Regions from separate parts of the Sus scrofa genome. Here regions 2 and 3 are each linked to region 1. Evidence: chromatin contacts called from public HiChIP or PLAC-seq data. All regions are on one chromosome and are shown on one strand. The core of a region is the stretch at or near the end of the contact, and the rest is flanking DNA. Distances in the headings are between cores, read along the strand shown.

What was found. HiChIP or PLAC-seq counts read pairs in DNA pulled down with a chosen protein or histone mark.
Region 2: an H3K27ac HiChIP or PLAC-seq map of alveolar macrophages shows a contact between it and region 1. The contact joins two enhancer-like sites. A contact is called at or near these places in 2 of 47 Hi-C or Micro-C datasets (embryonic fibroblasts and fibroblasts) and 2 of 2 datasets of contacts at active chromatin or transcription factors (alveolar macrophages and skeletal muscle).
Region 3: a contact with region 1 is called in an H3K27ac HiChIP or PLAC-seq map of alveolar macrophages. The contact joins two enhancer-like sites. A contact is called at or near these places in 5 of 47 Hi-C or Micro-C datasets (alveolar macrophages, embryonic fibroblasts, psoas muscle and 1 more) and 2 of 2 datasets of contacts at active chromatin or transcription factors (alveolar macrophages and skeletal muscle).

The regions. Positions count from the first base shown.
Region 1 is chr8:96,233,386-96,237,075 of Sscrofa11.1, forward strand. JADE1 (protein Jade-1) reads right to left here. Exons shown (of 15, transcript XM_021100682.1): 8 at 902-1,059. Among named protein-coding and RNA genes, the nearest start is that of SCLT1, 290 kb to the left of the region's middle. Within about 2 kb of position 2,041, at least 23 of the 83 cell types and tissues checked have an H3K27ac peak or open chromatin away from gene starts, as enhancers often do. A contact at or near this core is called in alveolar macrophages, where this site is marked.
Region 2 is chr8:96,590,913-96,594,602 of Sscrofa11.1, forward strand. No RefSeq gene overlaps it. Among named protein-coding and RNA genes, the nearest start is that of JADE1, 29 kb to the left of the region's middle. Within about 2 kb of position 1,734, at least 35 of the 83 cell types and tissues checked have an H3K27ac peak or open chromatin away from gene starts, as enhancers often do. A contact at or near this core is called in alveolar macrophages, where this site is marked.
Region 3 is chr8:96,543,030-96,546,719 of Sscrofa11.1, forward strand. The region is part of intron 1 of JADE1 (protein Jade-1); the gene reads right to left. Among named protein-coding and RNA genes, the nearest start is that of JADE1, 19 kb to the right of the region's middle. Within about 2 kb of position 1,847, at least 7 of the 83 cell types and tissues checked have an H3K27ac peak or open chromatin away from gene starts, as enhancers often do. A contact at or near this core is called in alveolar macrophages, where this site is marked.

The sequences.
Region 1 (3,690 bases), core at 791-3,290:
AGAGCCCAGTGAAACATTCCATCCACTCCATTGGAGAGGCCATGTGAGCCTGCGTACTTATGTGGACATTTGCCACAGAGATCCCAAACACAATCATCAGATTCGATTATCGGAAGCGCCTAGGGGACACAGTGTGGGTGAGGGCCAAGGAGTAAATTCGGTTCACGCTCAGCAATGGTCAAAGAGGCCACTTCACAAAACTGGCATCTGACAACACAGCGGAGAAGCCAGCTGCTAGCTAAGTAGAGGGCACTCAATCCTCTCTCCCTAGGAGGAGCCTCCAGGCCAGCAGAGCCAGCCTGGTGAGGTGATGAGCAAACGGTCCTGCTTCAAGCTGAGGTGGATCATCAAAGACCTGACCCTCAAGACCCTGAAGGGGAAAAGCGGTTTGGAAGTAAATCCAGAAAAAGCCCCCCAAGGACAACTGGGCAAAGTCCATCCAAAGAAAAACTCAATACATTGCTCTTCCAAACTCCCCATCAACAGGACCCTAACTTGGCAGGCCTGTTCCACCCATGCACCCCCAAAGGTGGAATAGACCACAGCAAGACCCAACCCACCAGACACCTCTCTCCAAGAGAGCCGCATGCTCTCCAGGGAAAAAGAGGAGGAAGCTGTGCCAACAGCCAAGTGCTCCTCCCCAGCCAATCACTTCCCAGAAGTCCTAGAATTTTACCTTCCTCTCTTAAGAGAGCAGCCCAAGATGGCTGCAATAAGTCTGGAGGTCCATGGCCCTCAAAATCACTACCTGTGGACCTGAGGTGTATTTCTACTTACTGCACCTCTTTCTCCCAGATGCCTCACTGCTAACCAAACCTTGCTCCTCTCAGGCACCTGGCCATCAGGGCAGAAAGGCAACTGTTGGGGGAAAGGCAGCAGGCCTTTCCTGGGGTGTGTCTACCTGGCCACGGGCTGAGGGATGGTCCCAGGGCTCACCGGCACCTGGACCCCCTTCTCCCACTCCTGTCTCCAGGGATCTGCCAGCACATAGTACTCATCCGGGTTCAGCTGGTAGGAGTCATGCAACTTCATGGCTGTGATCAGGTCTGTCCTAAACACCTGGAAAGGGAGAGAGAGGGTCACTGACATTTGATATTTGCATTCTTATTCAGAGCACTGGCAGCTGCAGGGTAACCATGGAGCTGCCCATATAACAAGGTCACTGTTTCAACAGAGAACCAGTCTGACCTATTACAGGAAACCCCTCTCAACCTGCCACGCCCTGGCTTCGCTCAGGCTTGGGGGTGACAGCAGCTCACACTGTCCTTGCTCCCTCACCAACCCTGAGAGATGACAGTGTCTGCACCAGCTATAGCAACAAAGGAACCTTGCTGTCCTCCCTGGAAAAACTTACAACGACTCCCAATTCACTAAGCAGGCTACTAAAAACATGTGCCTAAAAATCTCTGGAGTAACATATTTCACTCGAGGGTGCCCTTTTGGTAAATGTTTAAGAATAAAACTCCACTAACCATGTAACAACTCCAAGCCAAAACCCAGAGCCACCAGGGCTTCCTCTTCTATACTCAGACTGCCTCCACCCAGCCCCTGCCTGCCTGGGCACACGGCTTACCACAAGGTGTTTGGGGAGGGTAGGGCCTGGTCAGCTACTGCCAGGCAGAGGTACAGGCTGGAAAAATCTGGGATAGAAGCAATGACAGACCGATGGAGTCCAAGCAAAAAATGAGCTTATAAAGAATGTTTGTTTGCACACCTTCACCTGACATAACTTCTGCAAGGAAGTGGCATTTGTGGGGGAAGGATAGGAGGGAAGGAGGAAGGAGTGGGCGAGAAAAAGAAAGCAAGCTACTACCCTCTCCTCACTCTGCCACAAAAAAAAACCCCAAGACTCACAAGTACCCCTCAGCCTAGAGGGCACCTCAATGCCTCATCACAGGCCAAGAGGGGACCACCAGAGAGGAGGCCCCGCATGCCTGCTCTTCCTGACGGGTTGGGAAGTACAGGAGCACAGCACTGCCTGCCCACCAGGGCCTCGCCCTCTGTCCACTCCTGTCTCTGGGCCACATGAGGAAGCTCTGACCCTGGCATTAGCGCTGGTCCAAAGTTGTATTTGGCACGAAATGTGCCTGCATCTGTAAGCTACACTCTCTGTTTACACAAGTCACAATGCAGAACTCTCTCTTCTTGGGACAGGGAGTTCTTTCTTGGGCTGCTAAGCACAGTTCACATTATATGCCGGCTAACAGGTCCGTATTTGTTTTTCCTGGTGGCTTTTCAGGCTGGTGATCGCTTTAATAAACTTCACCATAATAAAGTCTGAGGCACTGTCTGAATAGAAGGGTCATTTCTCCAGTCTGTCATTTTGGACCTGGGCTTTTCCCCAGTATGCCACTCCTCATTTCTTAAGTCCCAATAACAAGCAAGAACTTGGCTGTGTACCTTCCACAGAAGCACAAGTAAGATCTGGTCCCCTTTGAGCACTGAGCCCTGAAGCAGGTGTCCTTGCCCTGGTTGTGCATTAACTTTGTCAGCCATGCCCTCCCCACCTACAAAGTCTCTTCCAACAAAGTCACAGGATTACAACCTGAGGATGCAAATCATTTAAAAACACCTTCCAACTAAGTTGGATAAGTAAAAAAATAAGGGAGTTTAGCCAAAGAAAAAGGAAAATCAAACTGAAGCAATGAGATGAAAAAAGGCAGCTCACTACTCCCGCACTGAAAAGACTCAGACAAGGATGGTCAGGGACTGAAACAAAGGCCCTCAAATGGATGTGAGCTCAGTCCCCAGCAGAGCTCAACATGAGTACTTTAAGCACAGAGTAATTTCAACTCAGTGGGACAAAACACAGGCCGTCCACGCTGCCCAGTGGAAGGGGTTCTAGCTGTGACCAGGGTACCACCTTCCTATTAGAGTTCCCTGTGTTCCTGCCCTGAAATAAAAGGAGCAAAGTGAGAAAGGTATTGAGGGGATTGTGGAGAGAACACAGGGAATTAAAGAAATAAAAAAAAAAGCAGGAGAGGCACTTGGATACCAGAGAAAAGGAAGGCAGCACTGCAGTTCGAAAGGACAAAGGCCTGGAATAAATCAAGCCAATGTTTGGAGTTCCCATTGTGGCGCAATGGAAACGAATCCAACTAGGAACCATGAGGCGCGGGTTCGAAGCCTGGCCTCACTCAGCAGGTCAAGGATCTGGCATTGCCATGAGCTGTGGTATAGGTCGCATGGTATAGGTCACAGACACGGCTCTCGGATCTGGTGTTGCTGTGGCTGTGGTATAGGCCGTAGGCCGGCGGCTATAGCTCCAATTAGACCCCTAGCCTGGGAACCTCTATATGCCACGGGTGCAGCCCTAAAAAAAAATAAATAAATAAAATCAAGGTTATGGTCTCATGAACATCTGATCTAATGCTGAAGTGTTCCTTGGGATGGTTTTCCACAATTCTAAAGTATACGTACTACTACTTCGTGGAGGAAGTTATTCACTGCTAAATAAACCTATACTCCTCAACAGAGCCCCCAGCTTCCCCCATGCTGAAGAAAAAGGAGTTGCTCAGTTGCTACAGGATGAGGCTAGTTTTCAAGTCACCCCGAGAAAAGGCAGCACAAAACCAAGGAGCTGAACCAAAAACTCTCTTTCCCATAACCTGCTCCCCTAAACACCATGAAAAAGGAAAATGCCATTTCCGTTATTATTTAGAACCTCAGAGCCCAGCCCAAGGTTTTCAG
Region 2 (3,690 bases), core at 484-2,983, 360 kb after region 1:
ATGGAGTGATTGGCCAACAGGGACCTGCTGTATAGCACAGGGAACTCTACCCTAAATTCTGTGATGATCTATGTGGGAAAAGAATCTGAAAAAGAATGGATATGTCTGCACGTATAACTGAATTACTTTGTGGTACAACAGAAATTAACATTGTAAATTAACTATACTTCAATAAAACTTTTTAAAAATGGGAAAAAAAGGCCCCCTGGGGAGGCTTATTTGGGTTTCAAGTAATATCTTCCTCATCCTCACCTGGTGCCTTTGATACTGAGGAATCGAGAACACCTTAAAGGAAGCTATGGCCCTTTCTTTTAGAAATGAAGTTTTTGCCCAATAAGCCTTCCCACGTTTGACTCTGACTATTGGCATTTGATTCAGAATCATCAGTTTCCACAAACTATAAGTATTTTACATAAAACAGAGATACCACCAGCTTTAGTTGCCATGCCACAGGATCTTTAGTGGGCTATAGATGATAGGCAACCTCGTGTTGGCCAGTAATTTCAACAGACATGCCTCTAGCACAAGGAGGTGGAAGTAAGCAGAAGCAGGGATTCTGGCAAAGTGTTGATCCCTAAGAAAGGCACGGAGGTTGGGGCAGGAGACCACAGTCCAATGGACAGTATCTGAAATGAAAAAGGTATATCTGGGCTCACATCAGCTATCATATCTTGGGGATCAGGTGTCCTGAACAGATAGGTGACAACAACTGGGCACAGGCAGAAGTTTACTTGTGGTCAAGCCCCAACCTGCATCTAATTTCCAGTAGCTGGATCTCTATCTGAATCACCTACCTGGCATTCAAGTTTATTTAAGCCCTTAATCATCTCCACAGAGTTTATAGCTATAACTCTGAATGCCAGACCTGAAGCAGAGGACCTGCTTCAGACCCCCTTATATCCTGCATCCCAGCTTATATCCTGCATCCACCATTTCTCAAAGACTCCCATGTTATGGTTCCATTACATGTGGCAACAAGGTGAGGAAGAGGCATCTATGCCTGTGCTTGAGCCCCAAAAACCAGCTGTGTGACCTTGGGCAAGTTACTCTTATAAACTTCAGTTTTCTTCATCCAAGGATGTTATGTGGATTAAATGAAATAACAAATGCAAAATAGAGTACCTGTCACATAGTAAGTGCTCAATAAATTTTAAGGATGATGAAGAAAACAAGGTGAAAGATGGATCTTCTTAACACTGGCCACATGACTGGGATTCAACCATACCATAATGGTTCTCAGCCAGGGGTTATTTTGCCTCCAGGGGACATCTGGCAATGTCTGGAGACTTTACTTATTGCATTAATTGAGGGCAAAGGAGAGGCATAGCGGTGTGCTACTGACATCTGATTGGTAGAAGCCAGGGTGCTGCTAACCATCCTTCAAAGCACAGCACAGTTCTCCTGCCCTCAGCAAAGACTTATCTGGTCCAAAATGACAATAGTGCCAAGGCTGAGAAACCCTGCTTGCCAGTAGCAGCATTCCCCTGACTTTCCCCAGCCTCTGCTATCAATATGCCCCTAGCTGGTGTCTGTGGCTGATCTCCCAGGTCTGGCCCATCCCCCTGGCTCCTGAGCTCCTACTCTGTAGGCTTCTTTGTCAAATGGCCACCAGGCTTCGTTGGCCTGAGCTGAGTCCATAACAACAGGGATGGGGAGAATGACCTGGCCCTCCCTCTGACCAGCAACAGGCGAGAAACTGCTTCCTGCAGGCCTGTGGCAGAGAGCCACATGCAAACAAGGGCAGCAGCTCGTAGAACGTTCCACCCAAACTGGCTCCTCACCAGGCCAGACCATGAGTCACTACCACATGCTGCCGCCTCTCACCGTGACCTTTCTTTATCCCTTCATTAGCTGTAAATCTTCAGGAGCAAAACAGCAGAGAACAGACTGGAAAGGCCTTGGCAGAATATCATACCTGGCAAGTGCCCAAATCAAAATTCAGAGTTAAATACCCAGACGCTGAATGAACGCCAATCACACAGCAAACCAAGTCTCCCCAGAGCCATCCCCATGCACCAGACAAGTGGACAAACGGAACTCCCTCTCTTGACATAATTTAAATCATGTGGCAGCACTGGAGCATCATCTCCAGGAGAAGGAACAGATGTGTTTAGCAATACCCAGATGGCTAGGGACAAATTGAAGGACCTGTGTAATGTTTGCCCATAATTCATGCTTGCACCAAACCACACTGCACCCCTAAGAAATCTTTCTCATGTCCCTGATTCCTCTTGTGTCAAATGGAATTAATATTGTCTTCTGTGCAGTGTTATGAGAAATAATTAACAAAGAGCATAGGTTATTAAATAGTTCTTTGGCTCTAAATAAAGCAAAACTGGATTTTTTGTTTGTTTGTTTCTGCCTTTCCAGAAGCAGACCATCATGCTGGGGAAAATGCCAGTGAATGGGGCAGCTGCCTTCTGCAGGGGAATTTACTCTGCCCAGTCTCACTAGAGTCATCTTTCTGAGTGTATTCTAACCACCTGCATTAGAAGCATCTAGAAAATCTGAAAAAAAGCAGATTCCCAGAGCTACAGTGACAAGCTACTGAATTTCTGCAGATGAGACTTTGGAAGATATACTTTTAACAAAATCCACATTTGAGATTTATAACCACTACCATTTGAGAATTTTGTAACAATGACTAAACCCTGGGATAGCAGAGCCACCTTCACTATTTCCAGAAGTAAGAAGACCGGGTCCTTTGCCTTCTTTTCTCTGCTAATGTTGCCCCATCTTATGTAAGCAGAATTTCTGGATGAGACGGAACAAATTCATAATGATTCATCTGAACTAAACTGTCCACCCTCACACTTATAATACTGACAGCAACAAATTGCCCTTCTGAGTTTTGTAATTTCTCTCAACATTCTTTAAGTTTAAAGGGACTGAGTGATTCCCCTTTGCTGTTGGATGCCTGCCACCCTGAGCAAATCCCCCTCTCCAATCACTTGTTGCTAGGAAACTGATCACATATAGGTCTGACCCACAATCAATCAATCCCTCCTCTCCTCACGCTCGACAGTTGTATTTAGTATATGTTCCACACATTCACATTCATTGTCCTTACAATGATCTTGTGAGAAATTATCTCCATTGTATAGATGAGGGAACGAAACCACCAACAGGCAACATAGGTAATAGAACTGGTATTTGACTAAGCTGTTTGACTCTAACCCCAATGCTCTTAACAGCTCAAATTGAATAAACCCAATGCTCTAAGCTACTCTGCCTCCTACTGTCTCTAGGAAATTATAACTCTAAGTAGCCATCAACTGAGTATAGTTGTCTAGAGTTTAAAATCTCCTAACCATACCATTAGCAAGCATGGACATGCAGACCAACCAAAGTGAAATTATTTGACGACTACTAGACCATTCAGTTTCATTCATTACAGGTAACTCATGAACTTTTGAGCTAATAACAACAGCTAGCATTTGTTAAGCACTTGCTACTGCAAAGAACTGTTCTCAGTGCTTTAAGTATTCTAACTCAATGAATCCCCTCAACCCTCCTCTGAGGTTGGAGATACCACCATTCTCTTTTCACAGCTGGGAAAATGGCAGCACCGAAGTGTTTAGTAAGGGGTCTGAAGTCATGTAGCTAGTAAATGGCAAGGCTGGAAAACATAGCTAGATAATAGGGCTCTGTAACAAATACCTTAACTAACCTACTTTACTGTATATTCCA
Region 3 (3,690 bases), core at 597-3,096, 310 kb after region 1:
TCAGGGTGGTGGGGTGGGAGGAGTCCTGTTTTATAGCATTTGCCTATCTGCAAGATAAAAATACCTTCATCCATGACTGATTTCAAGCTACCAAGCTGAAGTCACTGAGGCACAGAGATGGAAAGAAATGTCCACAGTCAGCTCTCTCTAGCTGGTACCAACCACCTCTAGCCCATAACAGTGGCAATGTACAATTCTTAAAAAGTTTTTAAATACTTACTGTCATGTTTGTACTTAACTCCTTACAGAAGGCAAGTCACACTTTACATAATACTGATACAATATTTTTATTTTTTATTTTTGTTTTTAATTTTGGCCTTATCCTTGGCATGTGGAAGTTCCCAGGCCAGGGATCAAACCTGTACCACAGCAGTGACCCAAGCCACTGCAGTGACAACACCAGATCCTTAACTTGCTATGCCATAAGAGAACTCCTGACCTAAATTTTTTAAATGTAGAACTCCCCAGATAGGACATACAAAGTCATTAACTCCCTGTTTTGATAGGATAAATTCTGGACCCACAAAGTTCTAAGAAAGCATTTTAAGAAAGGGCCTATTTACCCAAAATTAGCTATGAAGAAATGGCAGAAGCTCAGCTCTTGTCTTCTCTACCTCTTTTTTTTTTCTTCTCTTTATCTAGAAATATTATCTCAAAGACTTTCTCCCTATCCTTGACTTTTTCCCTTCCCTTGCTCTCCCTTTCCTAAAGGATTGTTCTTCCTAATACATTGCATGTATTTAGGGCTTGTCTACCCAGCTGGATTGTAGGTGCTTTCTTTGTTCTCCTCAACATCATAGTCAAGCACAACTTTCCAATGGTCCACTCTCTTGCTCCTACAACTTGGCTTTATTGTGGGAATGGGATCCTAGTCTTTGTTATAAGAAGTAATTAGGGGATAAACCCACTCAGGCAAATCAAGCAGATTTAAAGAGCCTACAGGGTTACAGGCAGAAAATGGAGAGTTGTATTAGCTCTCTTTATCCTTGCTTTCCCAGAACCAATTCAGCTTTGTTCTTTTTTCTTTTTTTCAAACACAGAGCCAGCCATTAGTAGAACAGCCAAAGCCTGTGGCATACAGAACAATGATTGGAGTGGGAGTGACCAGCACTGAAGTCCAGGCAAGAGGCAATCAGGACTAACCTTGGGAGGTGGCCATGAGAATAGAAACAAAAACACAGATACAAACCATAGCCATATCTGAAGTAAAATCAACAGGACTGAACCACTGATTAGAGACAGAATAGCAAGGGCAAGGGAGGAAGATGGTGCAAGGTTTCAACACTGACTGCAGCCAGATGAGTCATCCTGGAGCTAAGCTACAATTGAGTTACTTAAATGACAAAAACCTTGTTTGGCTCCAAGCCCACTGCACATAGCAAAAAGTCTAAATTCCTATATAAAGACTGCCACAATTCTGCACAAAGTTATCAGCAAGCTTGAACACATTCATTCATTTAACAAACATTTATTGAACAGCTATTATGTATTATGCTGGATCAGGAAATCAAAAATGGGGGAAAGGCACAGTTCCTGACTTTGATGAGTTCAAATAAATCAATATTCATATGCTCAAGCTCTGTCCACAACGTTCTCTTCACTGAAATCCGTTGTTTATTGAGTGCTACTCTATGCCAGAGACTGCTTTTGACCCTAGAGGCCCAGTTAAGTTATTTCCATATTCATTTTCCAATCAGACCTGTGGATTATTGATTTGGGATTGTCTGCATAGTGAGCTGAGGTCAAAGGGAATCTCAAAGGGGAAAGACCGGAAGAGGAAGGGAACCAATACCAGACTCTTGGAGTAATGCCTACAGTTCAAGGATTAGAATAAGGAAGAAGAGCCAGAAGCAGCCAGGGGAATAACCAGAGAGGGAAGAGAAAAACAAACGAGTCATGGATGCTGGGAGTGGAGAGTTTCAAGCATAAAGAAGAATCTGAACTGTGTTCAATGTGGCTGAAAGCTAAGGAAGAGAAGACTGAGAAAGGCACCACACAGACACTCATTTCAGGCTGGAGACGGAAAGAAGTTTGTGGCAAGGAACAGATCAAAGATGCCCAACAGAGCGAGGGGTGCTTTATAAAGACTCTGGAGCAGGAATTGGGAAGATACAGACTTAGTGAACACAAGTGAAAAGGTTGGCCTTAGCGAGAGGAGAGACAATTCTTTCCCATGACCATGAAGAAGAAAGGACTGAAGCATATGTAGAGAAAAAGGTTGTAAAGGGAGGTCACAGAGGCCCCAGGGGTGTTTGAAATCAGACAAGACCAAGTTTGAATCTCATCTCTTCCACTTACTTTCTGCATAATATCTGGCAAGTTGCTGAAGCTTTCTGATTCTTAGTTTCTTCATCTATAAGATGATATCATGGAGTTCCCATCGTGGCTCAATGGTTAACGAATCCACTAGGAACCATGAGATTGCGGGTTCGATCCCTGGCCTTGCTCAGTAGGTTGAGGATCTGGCGTTGCCGTGAGGTGTGGTGTAGGTTGCAGATGTGGCTCAGATCCTGCGTGGCTGTGGCTCTGGCGTAGGCCAGCAGCTACCGCTCCGATTAGACCCCTAGCCTGGGAACCTCCATATGCCACGGGAGTGGCCCTAGAAAAGGCAAAAAGCCAAAAAAAAAAAAAAAAAAAAGATGGATATCGTATATTTATGATGTAAATACTTATGATGTATGTATATATCGTGCCTTTCTCATACGGTTGTAGTGAGAACACATTGAGAAAATATATGTGCCACTGGTTTCCCCCTTGCCTTTTCAGCTAAGGTATATATGGGGTGACAAAAATAAATTCTACAGGCCCTTCTCCCTCTCTACTCATACAGCACTATGGCCCTCTGCAAAGTACTCTTGAAAATGTGCTCACAAGTGAGTCCATCTCTCTGAGCTCCATGGGGTCAGCTACATCTTTGCTGCCCCACACTGTTCCAGCTGAGGTCCTAGATGCCGAATCCAAACATGCTGCCTTGCTGAAGCACCCTTTTCAGTTTTACTTAATACCTTTCCCAAACCCAGTCTCCACCAGTCTCAGCCTGGGCCTGGATAACAATCTGAGGGAAAAACATAATGCAATACCTCATACTGTTCCTCATCTCTCATGACCAGGTTTGAGTCAGGCTCTGGGAGTCTCTCAAGCCTTCATATGAACACATTTTTTTGTAGACCCACCACATTAATCCCAATCTAGATTACAGCAAACCCTGCCATGCAAAACAATCTCAATGAAAGTTAGATCCTTTTCGGGACTTCCCGTCGTGGCGCAGTGGTTAACGAATCCGACTAGGAACCATGAGGTTGCGGGTTCGGTCCCTGCCTTTGCTCAGTGGGTTAACGATCCGGCGTTGCCGTGAGCTGTGGTGTAGGTTGCAGACGTGGCTGGGATCCCGCATTGCTGTGGCTCTGGCATAGGCCGGTGGCTACAGCTCCGATTCACCCCTAGCCTGGGAACCTCCATATGCTGTGGGAGCGGCCCAAGAAATAGCAACAACAACAACAACAAAAGACAAAAAAAAAAAAAAAGTTAGATCCTTTTCTCCATTAATTCAGCACCATCGTTTCACTTATACTTCTGATATGCAATGACCTTTCTCCCATCCTCGTTACATCTGGGTTTGACCCAAGTGCACAAAAACTTGGTTATACTGTATATAGTGTGCTGGTAAATGTTTAGCAACCAGCTCTCTGG